2 separate regions of the Macaca mulatta genome follow, and region 2 is linked to region 1. The links are chromatin contacts, called in public Hi-C maps. All regions are on one chromosome and are shown on one strand. Each heading gives the region's core, a stretch centred on a gene start, on an enhancer-like site or on the middle of the called end of the contact. The rest is flanking DNA. Distances are from core to core; before and after follow the strand shown.

The links. Hi-C and Micro-C count contacts between places; a contact is called where the count stands out from the background.
Region 2: a contact with region 1 is called in a Hi-C map of liver, with 2.5 times the contacts expected there. The contact joins the promoter of STX3 here to the promoter of MRPL16 in region 1. A contact is called at or near these places in 8 of 14 Hi-C or Micro-C datasets (CD4 T cells, blood, cortical neurons and 4 more).

The regions. Positions count from the first base shown.
Region 1 is chr14:14,071,243-14,076,371 of T2T-MMU8v2.0, forward strand. MRPL16 (mitochondrial ribosomal protein L16) reads left to right here and starts at 3,288. Exons shown (of 4, transcript NM_001266431.1): 1 at 3,288-3,446; 2 at 4,124-4,189. The coding sequence starts at 3,392.
Region 2 is chr14:14,127,494-14,132,882 of T2T-MMU8v2.0, forward strand. STX3 (syntaxin 3) reads right to left here and starts at 3,498. Exons shown (of 12, transcript XM_077962784.1): 1 at 3,311-3,498. The coding sequence starts at 3,340.

The DNA.
Region 1 (5,129 bases), core at 2,038-4,537:
TACCTAAAATGTCTAATACTGTGTAACAGTCACAACTCCGAATTCCATTTAAAAGAAAAGTGACTCTGCTCCCCCAGCTCGGCCCTGCTTCAGATAGAGAGATAATAGTAAAAACAAAATGGGGAGCATGGGGTGAACCTGTTTCCTCATCTTGCACTTTTACTAATCAATAAGATCTTTCCTATCCCCAGTCTGTCACTATTTATGATGCCTCTGAGATGGTGGCACCTGGTGTGAGCTGAATAGGATCCCTCAAAAAGTATATCATCTTGAAGACCTAACCCCGAGCATTTCAGAATGTAACCTTATTTAGAGACAGTATCTTTACAGAGGTAATCAAGTTAACATGAGGTCATTAGGATGGACTCTAATCCAATTTGCTGAAATTTGCATTCACACAGACATATACAGAAGAAAGATGATGTGAGGAGATGTAGAAAGAAGACGGTCATCTCTGCGCTAAAGAGAGGCCTGGAAAAGATCCTTCCTCACAGCCCTTAGAAGCAACAAGCAACCCTGCAGACATCTTGATTTCGGACTTCCAGCCTCCAGAACAGTGAGGCAATAAGCTTCTGTTGTTTAAGCCACCCAGTGTGTGGTACTTTGTTTCGTGTTTGTGTGTTTGTTTGTTAGAGACAGGATCTCACTATGTTGCCCAGGCTGTTCTTAAAGTCCCAGGCTCAAGCAATTCTCCCACCTCAGCCTCCCAAAGTGTGCTTACAGGTGTGAGCCACTATGTCCAGCCTGTGATACTTTGTCATGGCAGATCTAGGAAACTAGTACAGCACTCAACAGTACTTTCCTTCTTAAAGAAGAATTCATAAAGCACTCATGAGAGAAAGAGGGTGCTTTAATAGTGATATCCAGTCTCTAAACAAAGTGCCACACACTGGGTGGCTTAAACAACAGAAGCTTATTGCCTCACTGTTCTGGAGGCTGGAAGTCTGAAATCAAGGTGTCTGCAGGATTGCTTGTTGCTTCTAAGGGCTGTGAGGAAGGATCTTTTCCAGGACCTCTCTTTGACATTTTGAAGTGCTAGAAGTCAGCACTTCAAGATATCAAATGTTTCACATGCACAAACACACACACACGCACATGCACACACATACACACACACACACACACCCCTGCTGAGGATCTCTCATCTGCCGTTCCCTTGATGCAGGCAAATTCATCTCTGCTGAGTTGTTGGCTGGTTGCACATGATTCTTCCCTCAGGCCCAGGACATCCATCCTCACACCTACTCCACCTTCTTTCTCCCTGTCTTTGATGCAGTTCTGTTGGACAGGATGTAAGAAACCCTACCTTGGCACTCTACACTGGAGTCCACACCTAGTCATGGAGTCCACACCTAGTCAACAGGACATGCACACCTTTGCCCCACCATCAATGGAAATGTGGCTACTTCCCAACTGCAACTCTCTACTTTTGATGCCACAGGCAGCTTCTACCAGCCTCCAAACATACCATTTTCTCAAGCCGGTGTCAAACCCCAATGCCCAGTGTCCCTCAAACTGCAGAAGAATTATATTAAACTCTCTGAATGATCTAGAAATGTCTTTCACTGGGCTTGACAGAGCACCCCTCAACCCTTGCCATTGAATAGAGGAAGGCATGAAAGTCACAGTACACCAACAACTCTATTAACGAAATCTTTATTATAATCTCCAGTCTCCACTTCCTGTCTTGGCTTTTCTAGTGTTTTTTACAGGCTGGCAGAGAATGGGCAGCTAAAAATAGCAAAGCCAGTTCCTACCACCTGCTGCATAAACTCTGCCTAAGAGGCCCAGCACCTCACTTTGAAATGTGGAGATTACCTTGTGGTCCCAAGCAAAACTGAGGCAGAAACAATCGCATTTTAACATCCTGTTATAAATGTAACATTGAGTGGTGTTTTTCACCTTTCATATTGACAAAGCTCTAGAAAAATTATAATATCCTTCTTTAGCAAGGATGTTGATCAAGAAAGCACTCTGATAAACTGTTCATGGAGGCCAATTTTGCACAACTATATAAAGTCAAAAGATTTAAAATGAACATTCCCTTTGATCCATAAATTTCTCCTTTTGAAAGTGCCCAAAAGAAATACAAAATAACAAAAATGTACAAGGATGTTTACTGCAGCATGGCCTATAACAACAGATTTGTAAATAATTTAACTGAGCAACAATAATTATTCACTATGATGAACACATTCATAGAAATACTTTAATATAACCAGTGAATACTGAGACAGAAAACAAGACTAATGGCATTGTTCTTTCTTCTTGGTCAAACAATTAAGGAGTTGATGCATTCTTTGCACCTGTCGATTTAATAGATGAGAACAGCTGAAATAGCTTTCTTGTAAAACTTCAGTAACTCTTCCAGTTGAGACTGAATTTATTTTACCTTGAAACCTCTGGAATAAGTGTAGACACATTAATTTTGCTCATGGCACTATGGTAGATGCTCAAGAGATGTTTGTTGAATGGTCAACTAGAAGCCTAGAAGCCCACCTTGACTTGTCCCACCTTTCTGATCCAAACCAATGTATTTCTTAAATGCATTTGATTGATGTCTCATGCCCCTCTAAAATGTATAAAGCCAAGCTACACCTCTACCACCTTGGGCACATGTTCTCAGGCCATGGTTGCTCATATTTGGCTCAGAATAAATCTCTTCCGATATCTTACAGTGTTTCACTCTTTTCATCAACAGTATTGTTCATTCACTGAGCTCTCTGGAATCCCAGACTGTGCTCAAATTCTGATGGTACTGTTTTCCTGTTGTATGACCCAGAACAAGTTAAATTATTTCAGCCTCAGGATGGAATCTGCAAAATCAGTATAATGACTTATCTCACAGATTCGTTGGCACGACTAACGAATGAGGTACTCAATGACACACTGCAATTGCCCTATAAATGTTAAACCATTGCCAAATCTGGTATTCTCCTAATGTCTTCGAGGGGTCCCCTAGAAAAAGGTCTCAAAGGCTGTGAATCATAAGGGACTACCTTGCTAAGGAACCGGCAGGCATTGACAGTTGTACTCCGCAGAAAAAATAAATAAAACAAAAAACTCCCCGCTCCGCCGCCCTCTTCTGGGGAAAAACTGGGGATTGGAAGGAGAACCCTAGAGGGCCAACGAGGCCCCTGGGCGTGGCTGGGCGGACAGCGCCTTTGACCGGCGGAACTCAACCTCCGACGGAACTCAACCTCAGTCGCTCGAGTTTCTTCCGCTTCCGTCGGGACTCCGCGAAGTGGACCGGAGTGAACACAACTTCCGGCCACACTGAGCGGTGTCCTGAGCTGATTCCAGCTAGCTACTAGAGCGCCGCTGCCTACCAGGGTAGAGGAGGGCGCTGTAGTCGCTGTGGGGACCTCCGCGCCGCCGGACGTCCGTGACCATGTGGAGGCTACTGGCTCGCGCTAGTGCGCCGCTCTTGCGGGTGCGCTTGTCAGGTCAGAAGTCCCTTTTGGTTCCTAAAGACTTTACCCCTCTTCCTCCCCCACCCTCTAGTGCTTTTCCTCTCTAACCCAAAAGGCGGCTCTGCATATGCTCGGTGAAGCACTGGTTAGGGACTACGCTATCCCACCGCTGATCTCCACCGTAGGGGTTCGTGCAAGAGGGTCACAATTGCGTCTGGGAGTCGGCCCCCAGAGACCCCGGCTGGCCTTCTGCGGAGCCTGAGCCTCTGAGCACATTTAGTGGAACTCACATCCCAACCTCAAGACTCTTCCGGCGGAAGTACTTTTGGGCCGGCTTGGTGGCTCACGCCTTTAATCCCAGCACTTTGGGAGGCTGAGGTGGGCGGATCACTTGCGGTCAGGAGTTTGAAACCAGCCAGGCCAACATGGTGAAACCCGTCTCTACTAAAAATACAAAAAAAAATAGCTGGGCGTGGTGGCGGGCGCCTGTAATCCCAGCTACTCCGGAGTCTGAGGCAGGAGAATCTCTTGAACGCGGGAGGCGGAGGTTGCAGTGAGCCGAGATCGCGCCACTGCACTGGGGCCTGGGCGACAGAGCAAGACTCCGTCTCAAAAAAATAAATAAGAATAAGAAGTAGTACCTTTGGCCCAGGTTGTATCGGGGTCCTGGCCTTGTTACCTTCGTCGTTTAACTTGGTTTGTCTTTGTAGATTCTTGGGCACCCCTCCCCGCCAGTGCTGGTCTAAAGACACTGCTCCCAGTACCAAGTTTTGAAGGTGAGAGCTTGCCTTTCTGCTGTTTGTAAATCTTTTCTCTGATGGAAACCAGGAGAGGGTGGGAGATGACATAGGAGTGTTCTTGTGTTTCCCGTCCCCGTTCACTCTTTCAGTAAATGTTTTTAGAGTGTACTGTCTTGCCAACCAATATTCTGAGCGCTAGAAATAAAGAACAAAGGAAACCAAAAAAGTTCCCTCCTCTTAGGGAGCAGCGTCTAATGATATAGCTCCCCTAACGCCTGCCACTGGTGTGTGGCCCGTGGTCCACTCAGCCAGTAGTCAGTTGGCCTGAAATCTGGATTTTTGGCGAGGCACGGTGGTTCACGCCTGTAATCCCAGCACTTTAGGAGGCAGAGGCGGGTGGATCACTCCAGGCCAGGAGTTGGAGACCAGCCTGCCAACCCGGAGAAACCCTGTCTCTACTAAAAATACCAAAAATTAGGGGGTAGTGCACACCTGCAATCCCAGCTTCTCAGGAGGCCAGTGCACTCCAGTCTGGGCAACAGAGTGAGGCTTTGTCTCAAAAGAAAAAAAAAAACTGGACTTTTGATGTTCTCTCCAAATAAGGTTCCATATATGCAGTCAGCTAACGATGTGTGAAAAAGCTCTGTTAAGATAAGCCACAATATTGTAAAACTAGTTTACTTTTTAAAAAAGAAATATACTGGAACCCTCAAAAAAATGAATAGGGTCTGTACATCTGAGGGTCTTCTGTACAGAACTGTTAAACCACTATATGTTTGGAAAGTACATTTGACTTGTAGGTGAAAGAAAGCATTACTAAGTTTCTCTGTAGCTGCATATAGAAGCTGAGGGGCAGCTTCTGAAACTCTGATAGTAATAATTTGATATTTCCTCAAACTCTTCTGTTTTGTATTTGTCTCCATTGTAAAGCCATACTTGGTTCACTTTATAAATTTTTAAAAATAATTTATATGTT
Region 2 (5,389 bases), core at 2,248-4,747, 56 kb after region 1:
CTGACCACGAACTTTCTAAGGGCCAGGAACATGCGTTTATCACCACTACACTCCAGCATCTAGTGCAAGCACTGGCACACAGTAGGTACTCAGTACTCAGCAAATGTTTACTGAATGAAAACAGGGCCATGCAAAAGATCACTAAAGCAGGAACTGTCTGGACTCAGCAGATTCAAAGTTCAGCTGCTGAGAAGTCAGAGAAAACCACGTCCTGGGATAGGCTAGGTAGAGGCACTGCACATTCCTGGCAAGCCTGTCCTCTGTCACTGAAGAAGCAGGCTGTTGAGGGGGCCCGCCAGGAAGAGCAGTGCAAGAGACCAGGTGAGTCAGGTCTTGTGATCATGGCCTCAGGAAGGGATGCCCTTCTGTGTGGACGCTGCTACCAGCAGGCCAAGACAGAAGAACTCACAATAACAGTGGTGGGTGATTGTCATGGATTATCTCATTTTACCCTCACAATGATCCTATGGGAAAAGGGTGATGATCCACTTTACAGGGGCAACTCTGAGGCCTCAGTCCCTGTAGACTTCAAAGCCTTAGGACAGGCTCACAGACAATTAAGCATTTTAGAAAACCACATATTCTTAAGGTTGGTGAAGGCCTTATATCTCCTAGTTCATCTCCCCTCCAAGAGATGCTCAAATTCCTACAACATTCAACCTCCCAACAAGCTTCTTGCCTCCTTCCCATGCTAGAGGGTGCACCATCTACTCCATCCTTGGGCGGCTCTGTCTACTAAAAATACTTTCTTACAGAGTCCTCATTTCTACCCATCAACCCCATATGTTCTCCTTGTATCTACCCAGAGCAAAGCCAATCTCGGGCACGAAAGCCCTCCAGCTACCGGGAGGCAGTTACCACCTCCCCTCCCCAGGATTTAGAAAGAACACCACAGAAAGAGATTGCATAGGCTGCTCAATGTGCAATCTGTTTCATGAAGGTTGACAAATGCTTCTAATTGATAACGGAAATCAGAGGGAGAAGATGCATATCTTGTTTCAGTGAGGCTGATCCCTGGGAGTCTGGCTGGGGAGAGGGGATAAGAGGAGGGGAACTGACATCAAAATCCACATAAACCTTAACAGTCTTCACAGAAAAACCTATAATAACACCAGAAGGGACTTCTGAGATCAATTAAATTCCTCGTTGTACGAAGGAGGAATTGAGAAGCAGAGAAGTTAAGCGACCCAAAGAAAGACAGTGATCAGAGTCTTGGAACCTGCCACCTGTGTCCCTTTGTCCCGCGCTGCCATGCATCTGCTCCAATACGCTACAGAAGCCACCCTGTGATTTCAGAACAATCCTCCCATAATAACACCATCATCTCCAGTCTCGCTTTCACCACATCCCCAAGAGGGAAGGGGAGGAAACCTATCATTAATTCCATTTTACAGAGGGTAACCATGAGGCACCCAGGAGAGGCAAAGAGACTGGCTCAGGGTTCCCAGGCAAATTAAATTTATTCTTGGAACTGAAAGTTCAGTTAAGACTGTTTGCTAATCGTTGACAATGAGCTACTGCAAGGGGCCATGGAGTATCTTCCTCTGGAAATGGATTTCCTAACAAATGGAAGAGTCTGCTGTTCAGTTTTGTACTTTTTTATGGTTGCCGAATGTGCCGACACAGAGAGATCTTCAAAATCGTACTCTTCTTTTCCTTCTGCCTCCCCAACCAGCGTGCTTCAAGGGAAGGAGCACCGTGGAGAGTGTCAGGAGCCTGGGTCCCTCTCCTGGTGGTGCCCTGCCTGGTTCTGTGTCCTGGGGCATCCCTCCTACCCCGTGAGTACCAGTTTCCCCATCTATAAAACAGGGGCAATAAACTCTGCCCCATCCGTAACCTGGACGCTGTGAGGCTCAGATGACTAAGCACAAGACTGAGGCAGGGAGGCCACTCCCACAATAGGCAACTGTCCCTTCGCTTCTCTCACTTCCCCAGCTCCCTGCCTCCCCTGCAGCGCTGCTACCCAGAACAGGTGAAACAGACGTGAAGGTCTCATCCAAGCAAGGGAGGAAAAGGATAAACTCTTGTAACATCATCCCAACAGTCCCTGACATCTGCATTTTCCATAGAGCAGTCACAGTTATTAGCATATTTCACCATTTATTAAGTCCCCCGTGCCATGCACCATAAAAGTGTTCTTATGCATGTTCTGCTGCTTTTCCACCTCACAACTACCCATTTTACAAACGACAAAACTTAGGCTGGGAGTTTAAGGGATTGCCAGTAAGCAGTGGAGCCAGGAGGTAACCCCAGTTCTAATCCAGTCCAGTGCTTCCCAAACTGTAATGTGCCCGTGAATCACCTGGGGAAATGGATGAATAATTAGATTCTGATTCTGCGGGGCTAGACTGAGGCCTAAGCTGCTATACTTGTAACACGCTCCAAAGTACATGGACTAAATAAACTCCTGAGTATCAAGGGCGAGATTTTAATTCTATTAAGGTAGAACCTGTGCCACTGAATCTTCAAGGCTTAGCACTGGACCTCCCCCATAGAATACACTCAATAATTATGTACTGAATGAGTCAATGAGTATCTGGCTTAAAAACCCATGCGTTAACCCTTCTCTGTATCAAGTTCCATTGCATCATCAGATCCTCCCAACAAATTCCTTGGGTATGATCACTCCCATTTGACAGACAAGGAAACAGAGACTTAGAGTAAGTAGCCTAAGGCTTTACAGCTTTTGCACAGCCAAGGCTGGAGGCAGTCTATCTTCAGATCCTTGGACCTAACCACAGCTGTTCCAAAAGATGCGGCGGCGGAGGGGGAATAATGACACGTGGAGATAACAATTACAGACCACCGGTTGGAGAGCAGCTGACGCATCCCAGCATGTGACCGGCTCACAGCTCCAGAGGTCACCAGGGAGCTCTGAGCTGCTCTCTTGAGGAAGGGGCAGCCAGGCCTGGAGCCCCTCAGGAGGCAAACAGGAAAGGGAGGAGGCTGGTCCTGGGCACAGTGCCAGGCAGCAGTGGGCAGGTGATGATGGGACCCCTGACCTCATGGTGAGCCCTGCCAGGCCCCAAGCACCCTCTTCGGGAACCAGCTCTGGACAGACACTGTCCAGCTTGCGGGGTGGGAGGGTTAGAGGCGTTCAGGAAAATCATTGCCTAACGATGAATCACCCGGCACATGACCCCGCAGGGGAGGGTAGGGGAGGGTGCGGAACCGGCGCTGGAAGCGGTGGGGGATTGGGGAGGGCAAACCTCGGGCTCTGGCCCCCTCCAGCCTCGACTTGGGGAGCAAAGGGAAGCCCCTCTCCTACGCAGCACCCCTCCTGGCAGCCCCCGCCTGCAGCGAAACTCACGGCCTTCAGCTGCTCCAGCCGGTCCTTCATCCTGGAGCCCAGGCGCCCGGAGGCAGGTAGCGCGTCCCAGGTGAGCGCGTCCCAGGTGAGCTGCCGGAAGCGGCGGCCGGGCCCGCCGGGGCGAAGAAGCTGGAGGCGCAGGCGGCGGCGGGCGGTGGCCGCTAGCTAGGAGGAGCGTCCGAGGCCACGGGAGGCTCCGCCGCGCCGCCCCCTCCGCCCCCACCGGCGCCGCGCGCTCCAAATCCGGCTCCCGAGCCCGCGCCGGCGCAGCGGTGATCCGCCCGGGACCCGCCCCTACCTGGCCGCGCCCAGCGCTCCTTCTTAAAGGGCCCGTGTCCCGCCACAGCCCGGCCGCCCGGAGCGTCTGCAAACACCCCTTCCCTAACCAGAGAGCCCTCCAGACACGCGTGGAGTCCGGGGAGAGGCCCCTGCACCGGCGGATCCTGCCGCAGGGCCGAGGGAGAGCAAGAGCGACTGTCCGGCTGCGGTCATTCGCTGTCTGTGCCGGGCTCCTAGCTAGGATCCAGTTCTTAGCCGACTCGTTGCTAGGCGGGGACAAGCTCCCGAAAACAAATAAGCCAATATGATGTGGGCTACATTGGGTGACAGTCGAGTGTTCTAAAAATATCCTGCCAGGGGGAAGGCATTCCGAGTAGCGGGATCCCGCGCAGCCTCAGGGCTGCTGGCACTGAAAGTGGGGGTATGGGGGAGGTGTCCAGAGGAAAGACCTGGAGATCTGGAGATACAGGACGGTCAGGGTGGTCCGAGAATTTTGATCTTTTGCTTGTTGGAAATCGGGACCGCACCGAGAAACGTGAAGACACTTGGCACTCACAAGTTGCATATGTTTGGGAAAGCATCGTTTCTCAAGAGGACCCCTTTCCCATGTCTGTAAATCAGAGATGATACCCACTTCGTAGTTTGCTGTGAAGCCTGTGAGCGAGGAGGGGCTTTAAAATACAGAGCTTTGCACTGGAGCGTTCCCCCTCCTCGCGCTGCCTGCGCGGTGTGCAGGTAGTTCCCAGGCGGTTTCTGCTTCCGAAAAGCAGATCGTCCCTTTATCTCGTCTTCTCCCCGCCTCTCCTTCTCCCTACCCAATCTGTCTTCTTGGGAACAAATGACACATTTATCAGAGTGGAGCTCCACAAACGGGACTGGCGAGCCCAAGATTTAATTTTGAAGAATAGAATCTGCTCTGTGCTTTCAGGTTAAAAGACTGTAAATAGCTTTGTAATTCTAGCAGTACTTTGCCCTCTTATGCCATCTAAATGCGTGCTCCCTGCTGACCTCATCGGCTCCCATAAAGATAGGTGCGTATGGCAGAGGTCGAGCTTTGAGCCGGCCCCGCGGGTCTCAGCCCTAGTCCTTTCTCGCGTCCCGCACACTTCCTTCTGCCGGCTGTGCTCGCTGGGCAGGGTGGCCCCGCCTTAGTACCGGAGGGCTTCCGCGCCCCCTGGTGGTCATACTAGGAAAGGCGAGTAGATCAGAAATACTGTCCCACCTCCTTCCCCTAACACATTTTTGGGGAATTTGAGGGGTTGTTTGTTTTTTAGACAGAGTCTCGTTCCGTTGCCCAAGTTGAGTGCAGTGGCGCGATCACGGCTCTCTGAAGTCTCGATGCCCTGGGCCCAAGCCATCCTCCCATTTCAGCCTCCCAAGTAGCTGGAATTACAGGCGTGCGCCACTACAACTGGCTAATTTTTGTGTTTTTTTTTGTAGAGATGGGGTTTCGCCACGTTGCCCAGGCTGGTCTGGAACTCCTGTACTCAAGCGATCCGCCCGCCTCGGCCTCTCGAAGTGCTGGGATTACAGGCGTGCGCCACTGCACCCTGCCCCTTAACACATTTTTGTTAGTGGGGATAGGTAGGTCCCCGCGCTTCAGGAAAATAGAGTCTTCTGAGAGAAGCTGAGATATGAACAACCCTTCACGTTAGGAATCTGAAAAGGACCATTGGGGTTGGAGTAAGAAATTTTTCTTTCTACAGCAGGAATCAAGGGTGGCCTGTCAGCCTCTGCTCAGAGGTTTCCTGTTACAGGATACTTGTTTTGAAAAGAGTAAAATCATGACTCCCCTGCAAA